Regions from separate parts of the Sus scrofa genome. Here regions 1, 2 and 4 are each linked to region 3. A link is a contact called in public targeted proximity ligation data. All regions are on one chromosome and are shown on one strand. The core of a region is the stretch at or near the end of the contact, and the rest is flanking DNA. Distances in the headings are between cores, read along the strand shown. Region 1 holds the start of BLZF1 (golgin-45). Region 2 holds the start of LOC106510102. Region 3 holds the start of ATP1B1 (ATPase, Na+/K+ transporting, beta 1 polypeptide). Region 4 has its middle 86 kb from the start of DPT.

The links.
Region 1: a contact with region 3 is called in a targeted proximity ligation map of alveolar macrophages. A contact is called at or near these places in 1 of 5 promoter capture datasets (fetal liver), 2 of 47 Hi-C or Micro-C datasets (both in liver) and 2 of 2 datasets of targeted methods (alveolar macrophages and skeletal muscle).
Region 2: a targeted proximity ligation map of skeletal muscle shows a contact between it and region 3. A contact is called at or near these places in 3 of 5 promoter capture datasets (fetal skeletal muscle and liver), 7 of 47 Hi-C or Micro-C datasets (embryonic fibroblasts, fetal heart ventricle, heart right ventricle and 2 more) and 1 of 2 datasets of targeted methods (skeletal muscle).
Region 4: a contact with region 3 is called in a targeted proximity ligation map of skeletal muscle, with 4 times the contacts expected there. A contact is called at or near these places in 1 of 5 promoter capture datasets (liver), 3 of 47 Hi-C or Micro-C datasets (liver, psoas muscle and skeletal muscle) and 2 of 2 datasets of targeted methods (alveolar macrophages and skeletal muscle).

Annotation. Positions count from the first base shown.
Region 1 is chr4:81,638,263-81,641,331 of Sscrofa11.1, reverse strand. BLZF1 (golgin-45) reads left to right here and starts at 1,544. Exons shown (of 7, transcript XM_003355067.4): 1 at 1,544-1,919. NME7 (nucleoside diphosphate kinase 7) reads right to left here and starts at 1,425. Exons shown (of 13, transcript XM_021089439.1): 1 at 1,291-1,425. The coding sequence starts at 1,293.
Region 2 is chr4:82,385,602-82,388,834 of Sscrofa11.1, reverse strand. LOC106510102 reads left to right here and starts at 1,454. Exons shown (of 9, transcript XR_002343354.1): 1 at 1,454-2,999.
Region 3 is chr4:81,935,077-81,938,312 of Sscrofa11.1, reverse strand. It overlaps ATP1B1 (ATPase, Na+/K+ transporting, beta 1 polypeptide), which reads left to right and starts at 1,298. Exons shown (of 6, transcript NM_001001542.1): 1 at 1,298-1,523. The coding sequence starts at 1,427.
Region 4 is chr4:82,199,659-82,202,748 of Sscrofa11.1, reverse strand. It overlaps the pseudogene LOC106510108. Among named protein-coding and RNA genes, the nearest start is that of DPT, 86 kb to the left of the region's middle.

The sequences.
Region 1 (3,069 bases), core at 295-2,794, 300 kb after region 3:
AAGCACTATGCTTTCAAGCAGTTTACTGATAAATGGGAGGACTAGGCAATAAACTGAACGAACACAGGCTGGGGGTGTGCTTTTGTTTTATTTCATTTTCTTAAGGTGTATGGCTTGAACACGGGGGGGGGGGTGGGGGGAGAAGGAAATGGTGAGGAAGAGGCTGAAAGCACAGGAAAGAAAAAAATATAACCAAAAGCAGAAAGTCCTATAAGGAATGGGAGGGAATAAAATCTAGAGCAAAGATGGAAGCATTATCCTTCAATACCTGTTTCTCTGAACTAGAAACACAAGACCTAACAGAGAAAGAAGGGGTGGTGGGTGGATCTCTGTTTGTTGTTGCTGTTCTTTCTTTCTAGAGCCACACCTGTGGCATATATAAGTTCCCTCGCTAGGAGTCCAATCCGAAGCCTACACCACAGCAATGCCAGGTTCTGGCTAAATCCTAAGCGGCAGCTTGCAGCAATGCCAGATCCTTCACCCACTGAGCGAGGCCAGGGATCAAACCCACATCCTCATGGATACTACTCTGGTTTTTAATGCATAGAGCCACAACGGGAACTCTGGGTGGGTCTCCATATTTAATTTCATAGCCATACCTGGCATTCTCGAACATGTGATCGAATGAAAATCATCTATAGGCTTTTTTAAAAATGCAAATATGGAGCCTGTTTCTATTCATGCAGAATTTCTGAAGGTGAAGCTCTAGCAAGTGAATTTTCCAGAAGTGATTTCCAAGTGATATTATGGAGTATTCCTGTTAAAAGGTAATCAACTGTATAATTTAGGGCTAGTGCAAAATGCAGCTATTATTAGGTGGCCCTTAGGGTGTGGAACGGTACTCGGCCCTCAAGAGAGCAAAGACTACAGGATTCAGAGAGATTCGGATCAGTCATGAAAAAGTCAAATAAACATCACCACATACTTTTAAATGAAGCGTGTTAAAGTGAAGCTGAGAGGTTGAAAAAAATGCAATGATGAAAAATGCATACATCTCCAATGTTTGACCGAAATAAGGTCTCACCTCAGACTACTAGACTCCGTGTCTTAGCCTTAAACTTCCTGTCACAATACTCTACAGGCTCAGCAGGACCAAAGTGTAATTCAGGGTGCTGCAAGAAGTAGGGAAAGCGAGGAAATTGCACGGACAGTTCCTGGAAAGGGACAAAGAAATAACCAGCCGAAGGTAGAAGCGATCTGGATGCCTCTCAACGCCCAGACGCCCCAGGACCTGGGACAAAGCATAAACAAGACCGCGATGCCTTTCTTCTGACACCGCCTTGCACTCACCATCGCCTCGGGATCTCAGCACCAGGAAATAGGTAACTTTGCGACTGGAAAACACCTACACCAACACCAACGCCAGGTTACTCTGGCAACAGAGCCCCACCTACTGCCGGACTCGGAGCGGGCCGCCACTACCCCGCCCCTTTGTCCTTAGTGGCTGGGAGTAAATAGAGCTCCGCCCACCCAGCCGACCGACCCGCCCCTTCACGCCGTAGCTTGGAGCAACGGAACACCACCTACCTCTTTCCAGCATCATCACTTCCGTTTGGTTGAAAGGCGACCCGGAAGTTCAGGCTTATATGCGGCTAGGGTCCAAGTATTCTTTTTTTTATTTTTTAATAAGAGTCTACCCAGTTTTGTTTTACTGAAGTCTTGAATCGTATATTCTGCGTCACTGCGTCACTTGAGTTTAAATGGCACCAAAAGTGTTTTCCTTCTGAAAAGTATTCCGGAAACGAAACCCTGAGTAATCGGAAGTAATTAGCCGTGAACCAAAAGCTTGATGTCCCCAAGGTTGGGGCGGATCGGCTTCGGAATGCTAGAGGAGTGTGCGCGGAAGTTAACCCGTGATATCTAGCCAAAGAACCTGTAAAGTGAGGCCCCCTGCAATTGGGAGAGTAAGAATCTGAGAGGTAAGTCCAGGAAAGGGCTTGTGTAACTGAGAGGGGATTTTGGAAAGGGACAGAGGTTTGGATTGAAGTGTGTTGTTCATTCAGTCGCTTTAGATTTAAGGAAAGGTTGCCCGTTGTTCCAGGAAGGTTTGTTCAGACAGGGACGGAACTTTGGATTTGACTTCTGGGGATGGCAGAGGTTGACAGGATTGTCGCTTCCACTCCTGCCACCTTCATACCTGTTACACACTCCAGACCCACCCCCACCCCCTTCAATTAGTATTTGCCTGCAGACCTTTGTACATTTCCCTGCGCATCTTCCGAGGGTTCATTGCTCTTGCGAAGGGTCTTTGGAGAGCTATTTTTCAGAACAGTGGCGGCGGGGGTGTGACTTTTAAGGAAGGTAGGCACGGAAGACGCTATGCTGAGTTATATCGAGTACTCAAGAGTTATCATTTTTGTGAGTGAAACCATTTGTCATCTAGTGCCTGGTTCATCATTCGTGATCACTGCATTAGTATTACCTTCCTTCTCATGTTCTCGCCTGAATCTTAGTAAGACTAAGATTTAGTAAGGTCATGCATACATTCTGAAAATATATGCTATGACATTTTAATTTTTACCAAGAAATGCAAATTAAGTTATTATGAATTTTTTGTCACTTGTTAAACATCTAAACAGAAGCTCCTCTGTCATGTAGTGAACAAAATAGTGTCCATGTCTCCTGAGAAGGTAATTACTTTAATACCTTTTTTTTTCCCCTTTTTTGGGCTGCATCCGCAGTATTTGGAGTTTCCTAGGCTAGGGGTGGAATCCGAGCTAAGCTGCTGGCCTACAACACAGCCACAACAGCACACTATCCAAGCTGTCTCTGCGACCTACACCGAAGCTCATGGCAACACCAGTTCCTTAACCTACTGATCTAGGCCAGGGATTGAACCCGCAACCTCACGGTTGCTAGACGGATTCGTTTCCACTGCACCAGGACTGGAATTCCTAATTACTTTTAAGTTCCTGGTATCTATCAATAATACAGAGCACCTGTAGTAACTACAGTACTATTTCTGAGCTAAATTTAAGGACGCATATCTGATAATTTAGAGTATATAGGTGATAATTTAGAGTATACCAGTGAAGCAGGAATTTGAAAGTAAACCACCTCTCATTTTTT
Region 2 (3,233 bases), core at 205-2,704, 450 kb before region 3:
GCATTATTCATAATAGGTGAAAAATTAAAACAGCTCAAGTGTTCAGATATTTGTATGTCAATGCTCACTACAGCATTATTCATAATAGGTAAAAAATTAAAACAGCTCAATTATTCAGCAACAATTGAATGGATAAATGAAATGTATATAATACAATGGAATATTATTCAACCATAAAAAGGAATGACATTCTGATACATGCTACATCATGATGTGTTAAGTGAAATAAGCCAGGCGCAATAGGACAGATATTGGATGATTTCATTTATATTAAATATCTAGAATAGAAATATTCACAGAGCCAGAAAGTAGTTTAGAGGTTAACAGGGGCTGAAGGGATGTGGGAAGGGGGAGTTGTTGCCTTAATGAGTACAAAGTTTGTGTTTGGGGTGATGAAAAATTTATGAAAAAAGATAGTGGTAACCATTACATGATATCGTGAATGTAATTAATGCCACTGAATTGAACACCTAAAATGGTTAAAATTATATACTTTTAAATATTTATTTTACCACAATTTTAAAAGTTCATTGCTTTGGTCTTTCACATTTAAATGGTATTACATTTTATAGTTTACCAAATATTGACATAATATTTAATTCTCACAGTCCCATGAAGATGGCAGAATATTTACCATTTCCTCCATCCCCCTTGCTCCACAATAAACATTCAGTTTATTGATAATAAACTGGGTGCTTAGAGTGATTTTGTAGAAAGTTGCAGAGTTAATTCTCATACCAAGTGTCTTCAAGTGATGGTCTCTTAGGTATTCAAACCCTGAGGATTCTTCCAGGGTCAGCTGACCTTCTCAACCTCAGTTGTTGCCCTAGGCTTTTAGGCTCTGGTTATGACTGACCTCCGTACGGCCCCTAACTTTAAAGATCTGACCATCTGAATGGAGAATTGTTAAAAGAGGGTAATTTCAGTCAAAACATGCCTGGAAAGAGATTTAACTTAAACCTCCAGAAGATGCCCAAAAAGATGATGTACCCAAAATCCCCAAATAGAATGGATCTGAGGTTCCCCAAAGCTGCAGCAAAGATTGGGTGAACCTGGAATGTTTAAGACATACTGGGAATTGTTGATCAAGGTCTAATTCTTTTAGGTTCACTGAGAGCCCATGTCACCTCATTTGATCCTCACTACAGTGGAGGGAGATGCAGGAATAGGGATGTTTTCTCCTTTTTATAGTTGAGAGAAGGTTAAGTGCTTGCCCAAGGTCATTGAGTCAGAGAGGACTAGGAGCAAAATAGAACTCAGGTGTCCTGACTTCTAGGTTGAGCCCCTTTCCATTATGCTGCAGCTGCCTGCTTCCAAGAGACCCACATGCAATGCCTGAAAAATGCCATGCAGAAGACTGCTGTTACTATTCTAGGTTTAAGTTGGGGGAGGGATGCAGTGAGTACAGCTAGAGGTGGAGTGGGGGATGCCATCCTGCCATCATGGATAGGGAATCTTTTTTATGGCTTATGCCACTCCAACTGGCATAAACAAGGCATAGCTGAAGATTAAATGTCCCGAACATTATTAGCCCATTAGATTTCTTAATACCTTCTCCCAGGACTCTGTTCTCTTTACGCTCTCAATCAAATTTCTGTTTATCAAATTTCTAAAATGTTCATGAGAAGAGGTCCTCTTCCTTGTCACTCTTCAGGGAGCAAACACTCTCTTGTATGCTTTGGAAAGGAAAACAATTCCTTTTAGTTCAGAACTCAAGTTTCCAAGAAAAAGTCTTCTTTATCCCTAACTTGGGTGACTGATTTGTCCCAGACTATCTGGGACTTTCCCAGCTGAAAGTCCTGTGTCTGCCCTTTAACCCAGGACAAACTGGGGTAGTTGGTCATCCTACCATGGCCCTGATTTTCTGCATCAGTTCCCCCCACTCCCCAGCTGGAATCCATACCTCTTCCATTCTAATATTTAGGACTAATTTTTGCAAAGTTGATCCTGTGAGCACAGTTGTTAATAGCCAATAGGAGTCCCATGTGATAATTGGGGACAGAGGGAGAGGGGGCTTTCATGGATTGCCCAGCTCAGGCAAGATGATGTTGATGGGAAGGAGTTCCCTCTTCCTGCTTCTGAGGGTGATAAATCACACCCTGCAAAATGCTTTGTTCTCACGAGAAAGATATTCTATGGCTCTGTCTACCTCTAACCACAGCAGATGGATTGGTGAACTGGGCTTGATGGCCTTTCACTCTATGGGACAAGGAGAGTCCCTGTGAAGGTAGAGGACAGACTTTTTTAGGTCCTGGGCTTCCTGGTGGGAGACTTGAGGGACTCCTAGGAGTAGAAGAGAGTAGCTGTGGCTTGTTGGAGATGAGATGAGGAGATGTTGGTGCTACTGGCTCTTGCCAGCAGGAAATTAGGACTATCCATGGCCCCAGGGAAAATTTTTTTTAATGTTTTCAGAATAGAACATTCTAATCAAGCCAAGCAGGGAGCAATTACCTACATTGTCAATCAGTCTAGGTAGTAATTGGGAAGATTCAGCACGAATCAGTTTGTCCTTCATTTCTCTTGGCAAAGTAGGTCTGATGACTTTGGCTGGCTTTAGCCGGCTCACTGTGGCTGGCAGGTTGTCCCAGCAGATTAGATGAAGCGTTGGCGCTAGCAGAGAGGTTAAAGCACTTGCTCAGGTGCCCCCTTCCCACGTGTTCTTAATTTCTTAGGACGGAGTTCTCTGTGCAGGCTTAGATCTGGCCGCCTTTCCGACTTGTCACAGGGTATTTGTTGCTGCTGGATTTGTTTTAGGGCGTGACTATTTGACAGCTGGGGTCGGGGGAAGGGTGTGGGGAGGACCTCTAGTAGCATTTCGCTTGCCTTGCTGCCTGGAGCCTCCTTAAAGGAGAAGATGAATTCACTGCATGTGTGCGCGGGCCTTATGTAAGCTGCAGGCGGCAGCGCAGAGTGGAGAACGTGAAGACAGGCGGGGGCAGGGAGATTTGGCGAGGCAGGCCCCGCAGTGCAGAAACCAGCTCTGAAAGCTGCGCGTGGAGGTGCGGTAGGACGGTACTGCTGCAATGCGGAGACAGCTTCAGGGGCGGAGGAGTGTTTACGAGCTTCTAGTGGTGGTGCTGGGATGCAAAGCCCTAATTTGGCAATGCTCAGGGCGGGTGGGCTGGAGAAGGTGGGAAAGCTGCCTTATTGGGGCTTGTTTGTGACAATAGGTAGGGGCGGGCAGTGAGGGAGAAAGAAGGAGGGGGAAAGGCCAGAGGCCTAGGAGCAGCTTT
Region 3 (3,236 bases), core at 49-2,548:
TTTAGAGAAGAACAAAGTGGTCGGTACCCACCCAAGGGGCGTGAAAACCCGTCCCTGAGAACACCAGCCTGGGATTCGACGCCAAGGGGAGTCATTGGTGGCTAGGTCACGTGCAAACATTGTCGCCGCCGGGGTCTAGACTGGTGTGAGCCGCCAGGCAATGCGACTGGTTTCTGAAGGAGCGACCCACTGGGGGCCGGCTGGTCGGCCTCCAACACCTCCTACCCCTTTCAAACCCCGGATCCGGCTTGCCGCCCTGGGTGGGTTTGGCAATTATCCTGCTTGAGGTGGTTCAGGCCGCCCACAAGGAGCATAGCCCGGCAGTCAGGAGCCAGGGCTGCTGGCTGGGCTGGCCTGGAAGGAGAGGGACGGGCCGGAACTGCAACCGCAGTGGCGGGGAGACCGGAGGGGGTGGCAGGTGCAGCAGCAGAGAGGCGGGGCGGAGCTGGGCAGAGTCCCTGATTCTCAGGCGTCCCGGAGTGACCTACCCCCACCCAGCTAGGGCCTAGGAGAAGTGGAAGTGCGGAGAAGAGAGGCTGAGAGTGCACGAGAGGGACTGACTGGATCGGGACAGCCGGGCTGGGGTCCCGAAGGGTCTGCGGGGCGCCAGGCAAGGCAGGTGCGGGTCACCTCACTACGGAAAAGGCGGGTTCGTGCACAGCCCAACGCGAGGAGGGGGCTGTTAGGTGCTGCGGCCTCGCCACTCACAGTTCTCTCCGCCCCTCCCCGCGCCCCCGCTCCCTGGCTCCCTAGACCGCCCCTCACGCCGCTACCGCAGCTCCTTTGTGCCAACCCCGCGCCCGCCCCCTCGGGCCCCAGGCCCCGCCCCCTCCACGCCGGCTATTGGCCCGCCGGGTCGCTAGTGGGCGGGGCGCCCCGTCGCCACGGCGCGGTATATAGTAAAGGTAGGGCGTGCGCCCTCAGCCAATTTCTCGGCTCGTGGCGGGTGGCTGTAGCCTGGGCCCGCAGTCCATTTGTTCGTCCTTCCCTTTGACTTTTCCTTGTCCCCTGCCTGTCTCTGCAGAGGTCACAGGAGGCGGGGGCCGAGCACGCGTCCTCGGTGGCAGCTGGAGTGGCAGCTGCGGGTTTGTGGAGCCCCCGAATCCCCAAGGGCAAGGGGAGCGCGTGGCGGACCAAAGAGGGCCAGTGAGCGGTCGTGCGCCCACCAATAGGTGCGGGGCTCGGAGACGCCCAGCCTGCGCGGTCCCTCCCTCCTCCCTCCGCCCCCGCCGCCGCCGCCTCCCCCTCCTCCCGCTCCTGACTCTGCTCCTCCACCGCGCGTCTGGCACTCTGAAAGCCGCAGCGGCAGCGGCGGGTGCAGCCTGCGGAGAGCCAGGCAGGGGACACTGATCGGCAGGAGAGGACGCAAGAGCGCACGCGGCAATCACCCATCTTCAATCCCCGCAGCAGCTGCTGACCCGCCACCATGGCCCGCGGAAAAGCCAAGGAGGAGGGCAGCTGGAAGAAATTCATCTGGAACTCCGAAAAGAAGGAGTTTTTGGGCAGGACCGGTGGCAGTTGGTGTAAGTATGGGTTTCGCAGCTCTCGCCCCCAGCGCCTTGCCTTTCGGCTCATCCCCCGGGCAGGCTCTGCGGACCGCACCGCGCGCTCCGCGCTGGCAAGGGCGGAGGGTCGGGTGGTGAGCACTGCTACGATCGCGCGGGCCTGGGCTTGCTGTCCTGTATGGAATTCAGAATCCCTGGATAGGCGCGGGCAAGCAGAGGGTTACGTATATTGTAGCGGTCTTGGGAACTTGCAGTTTATATGACATCGCTTGAGCCCTTCGGTCCTGGGCATGGTCGGGCTGTGGGAGACTAGATATGTCTCTTCTTGTAGTCAGGTCCTAAAAAATAAGATTTGAGGCTCTGAAAGAACAGCCTGAGGGTAATCGGACCGAATGCAGGCGAGGTTGTGTGTTAAAGCACCTTTTTTTTCTAGTCTAAATATGTACCTCCAAAGGCCGGCGGCGGGCGGGGGTGGGGTGGGGGTGCGGGGAGCGGTAGTGATGGCAGAATCCATACACACTGCAGTATTTCGTAGCGATGCCCAGAGTTTCCTCCAGTGAACTGCCGTGGAGTCATCACAGCCCAGGAATGACCCAGGAAGCTCCATGTCAGGACTCCGTTTCTGAGCCTTGGCCCCAAAACATGGCAAAATCGGGTTGTTGTCAGTGTCTACAGAGCCAGATGCAGAACCGGGTACGATGAAGGGTTAGTGTGAAATAAATGGCACAAAGGCAGAGGCAGGTCATCTGATACGATTTGGGGCAGCCTGTTGCTTGGCTAAATAGACCCCCTCCCCATTGAAAATTATATTGCTTACTTGTCTTCCACCTCTCTACACAGGAAGGGTGACTTTTTTTAAAAGGTCATTTTGAAGGGCAGTTGTAGGCAAATCTGTAAGAGTCGTGACTGCGGAAGAGAGAGAGAGAGGGAGGGAACTCCCCCCTCCTGCATCACTGCCCCCCCTTCTCTAATATCATCATCACCATCATCATCATCTGCACCACTAGCACCACCACTGCAGCCACTAAGGGAGCCCTGGGTAGGTGCTGATGTGGTGTTCCTGATTGGGAGGATCTGTGAGCATGGGCAGGAGAATGAGTCAGGGAAATATTGCTTGGCTGACATTTTGAAATGGAAGAAGCTAGAATATATGATTTTCTGTAGAGGAAAAAAAAATGCACCCTGTAGTGTGTCTCTTGATTAAAAAGTGAAGGGTTAATAATGCATCACACTTCAAGGTTAGTCAAGGTGAAACCTCATCCCATACCTATGTTGGGAAGAATAGATATCCCTGAGCCATGTTAAATGTAGGTCTTTAAAGTGATGGCTTTTAGCTTGTATTTTATTTTATTTTGGGAAATCTCCATCCTTCAGTGGGCTTACTGCCATAGTTCTCATGCATTAAGTATAGCTCTCTGTGTTTCTTAATGTGGAAGGGAAAGCCTGAAGAACACTGGGTGTGTATAGGGTGAACAGCTCCTGGCCTGGGCCATCTCCTAGCAACTCCTGGTAACTAGTGAGGCCTGAGGGGTGCACTGCGGGACGAGCCTTCTCCCAGATTCACTAGGGGTTCCTACCATAGTGATCTGACTCCGGCCTTGTCATGGGCCAAGGACTGCATTGACTCCAGGCATGTTGTAAAATTTGCCCTCTAGTGTTTTTCCCTCTCATAAAATATATTTCTTTCCTCATTCCGATTCCACAATAATATTTGTTTTAGAGGGTAGGAAT
Region 4 (3,090 bases), core at 334-2,833, 260 kb before region 3:
AATTTTTAGACGGAGTACATGTATTATTTTGACATGAGTTAAAAATTAATTAATATTTGTAAAGCAAATTAAAAGTATCAGAACTTAATGATAGAGAACTTTATGAAGTTCTGATGAAAGTTTTCTTTTTCTGTCAATTTGGGCATGACCACATAGAAATCTAAATATAATCACAAGGGTCCTTAAAAGTGGAAGGAGGAAATTGGAAGAGAGAACCAGACAGACGCAGCATGAGAAGGACTTGGTCTGCCATTGCTGGCTTTGGAAATGGAAGAAGAGGGACACAAAGTGAGGAAAGTGGCAAGCCTCTAGAAACAGGAAGAGCAAAGAAATATAATACCCTCCTGAACCCCCTAAAAGTCAACACCTTGAGTTTAGCTCAGTGATACTCATTTTGGATTTCTATCCTCTAGATTTGTAAGAATATTTTTTTATTATTTTACACTGATAAGTTTGTGGTAGTTTGTTTCAGGAGCAGTAAGAAACTAATTCCCTCCTAATAGCAGTATAGCAGTAATAGCAGTATATATACACCTTTTCTTTTGCCCAGAAGTTTTTCCAGAGAAGAGAGAAAATAATCCTAACTTCTTGAAGTCTGGGAACCAGGCAGGGGTGTCTTACCCTTTCGTTTGCAAACTGTCCTCTAAGCACCACATTTTGTGTGGCATCACACACCTCCTTGGCTCCCAGGATGTTTGCAGTCAATCCTATTTTCAATTCCACCCTAAACTCTTTTTGACAAAAGTGGCTGGTATTTCTAATCCTGAGCCTCTATATAGTTTTATTGTATAAGTCAGTTTGCTTGCTGTTGGCTTTCCTCACTGCCACCCTAATTTGGAAGGTTTTACTAGCTTTGTTGCTTCAAATCACTTATCATCGTGAGTCCACTGTCATATGAAATTATGTAGATGTTATTAATCTTCTGCCATTGTCCTTACAGGTTTACAAATTATAACATTTTTACACGTATAAAATAAATAAACCATTTCACTGGGATTTCAGAAAGGAACAGAGACAAACAAGTCATTTCATTCATTATTCTTAACGGGAAATTTTTTTTAATCACTTTTAAAGTATTTTATAGATAGAAAACCAAGGCAATGGGTGGCTAAACACTTTCTTAGATTTTAAAATCAAGTCCTAATTGACTTCCTAGTCCATATTCACATGACTTCTCTGCCTGAAGCAGTTGGTATCTGAAAAGCCATTGGAGCTAAGTCTCCACAGTTGATCAATAGGAGCATCATGGGATCCTCACATGCATGGAGGCTGCACAGATTCCTTGACTTGTTCAAAATGCATTGTATCAAATTATCAGGCATAGAAATCTTGAATCTTAAATGTGGCTGCCCAGCTATGAACCATACTTTCCAACTCCTTCTCCCCCTTTCACCTAGGGGGTCCAAATGACTGGTTCGCATTAATGGAACATAAACAGAAGTGATGTGTGTTATCTCTAGGCAAAGGAGGTTAAGAAACATGTCGGCCTTCTCCACCCTCTCTCTTCTTCCCCTACTTGTCTGTGGGAGGCTGATGTGTAACTTTAGTGTGAACTGGAGGCAAAGTTTTATGGTAATACACCACTGGTAATTTTTAGCTTGTTTGTTACAGTATACTCTGTACTTATTACGCAAGGCAAAGCACAGACCTGGCATAGGGCAACATCTTTACAGAGGAAGGGATGACTTTTTGCTTCTCACAAAGTCTTCTTCTGCTAGCCAAGTTGTACAACTTTGAGTTGCATCTCCTCAAAGATGGGATATTTTGCCAATGAGCAAAAGTGATAGATATATGGGTTAGTGGTGGCTCTATAGGAATTAACCATTAGCTATGCTCCAAAAATTAGGAAGCTCAGTAAATATGGACAATAAGCCTGCATTAAGTCTTTGCCCTGTGGATGTACCATCCATAATTACAATAAATTGGATGGTTTAGAACAGCCCAGGGCAATGTTCAAGAAGTGAACTTGATCATTAGGCAAGTCAGTAATTTTTTAAAAAGGTTTAAAATCTTGGCTCTCAGTGTGAGAAAGTAGGTCTCTCTCCTTGTTTAAAAGCTAACTCTGATAAAACACATGAGAGACAGGAAATGAATCTGGTAACAAACCAAAAGCTAAATTTTCCAGCCTGATGAAATTTTTCCAGGAAAAGTACAGTGCCATGGGGAAATAGGGAATGGCTAGACAGAGAATTCAATTAGCCCTTTACAAACTGAGTTTACTTTTTAAGCAAAAATTTCTTTAATGCTCTTCCCCTTCTTATCCAAAAGTATGGCTGGATATGCTGCGAAAACACATTTTCATATGGTCCTTCATTTAGTTGTGAATCAATATCTTGGAAGCTCAATGGATACTCAGAAATCATTGCAAATTAGAGGAAGAATATGAAGAGAATGAGGAGGAAAGAACTAAAGAGAAGACAATGATTCCTAGATCCGCTTGCCCAAAGTTATTTTGAATGCCCTGCCTGAGAGGATAGATATATGGGGTCCTTGCAGGGGCTGAGTTCCCATTACTGAAAGCATCTAAGCAGTCCATTTTTCAAAGTTAATACTATTTGGGGTAGGAAGCTAGAGGAGATAATTGGTAAGGACTCTTCCAAACCTAAGACTCAATGGCAAAATGAAATGGTCACCAGCACACCTTTTATATCCAGAGGCCCAAATGGGCAGACTCTTTTTCCAAGTTCAGGGAAGTAAACCCATAGGAAGATGGTTAATGCCATATGGTATGGAGGATAGAGGACTTTCTGTTTAATATAGAATTTTCCTACTATAGGGCACAAACTGTTCTTTGATTTAAAGCAGTAATTACTTCTCTGGCTTGCCCATATTAGGTTGTCAGCCTTTGAGCTCTGTCATTGCTGTGCCATTGTCAGAATCAAATTACTAAAAAGGTCAGCATCATTCATATGTGGTTTGATAAGAGTGAAAATGCCCGACAGAAAGTCTATGAGCATCTAGACCCTTGAGTCTACAGCTTTGCCCTTATTTGTTAATTTTACTGTTACTATTTTTGCTCCAAGGTTTACAGGTCAAGATCATAAGCCTAAAACCATCTCTGGAAATTTACAAATAATATGGTCACCTAAC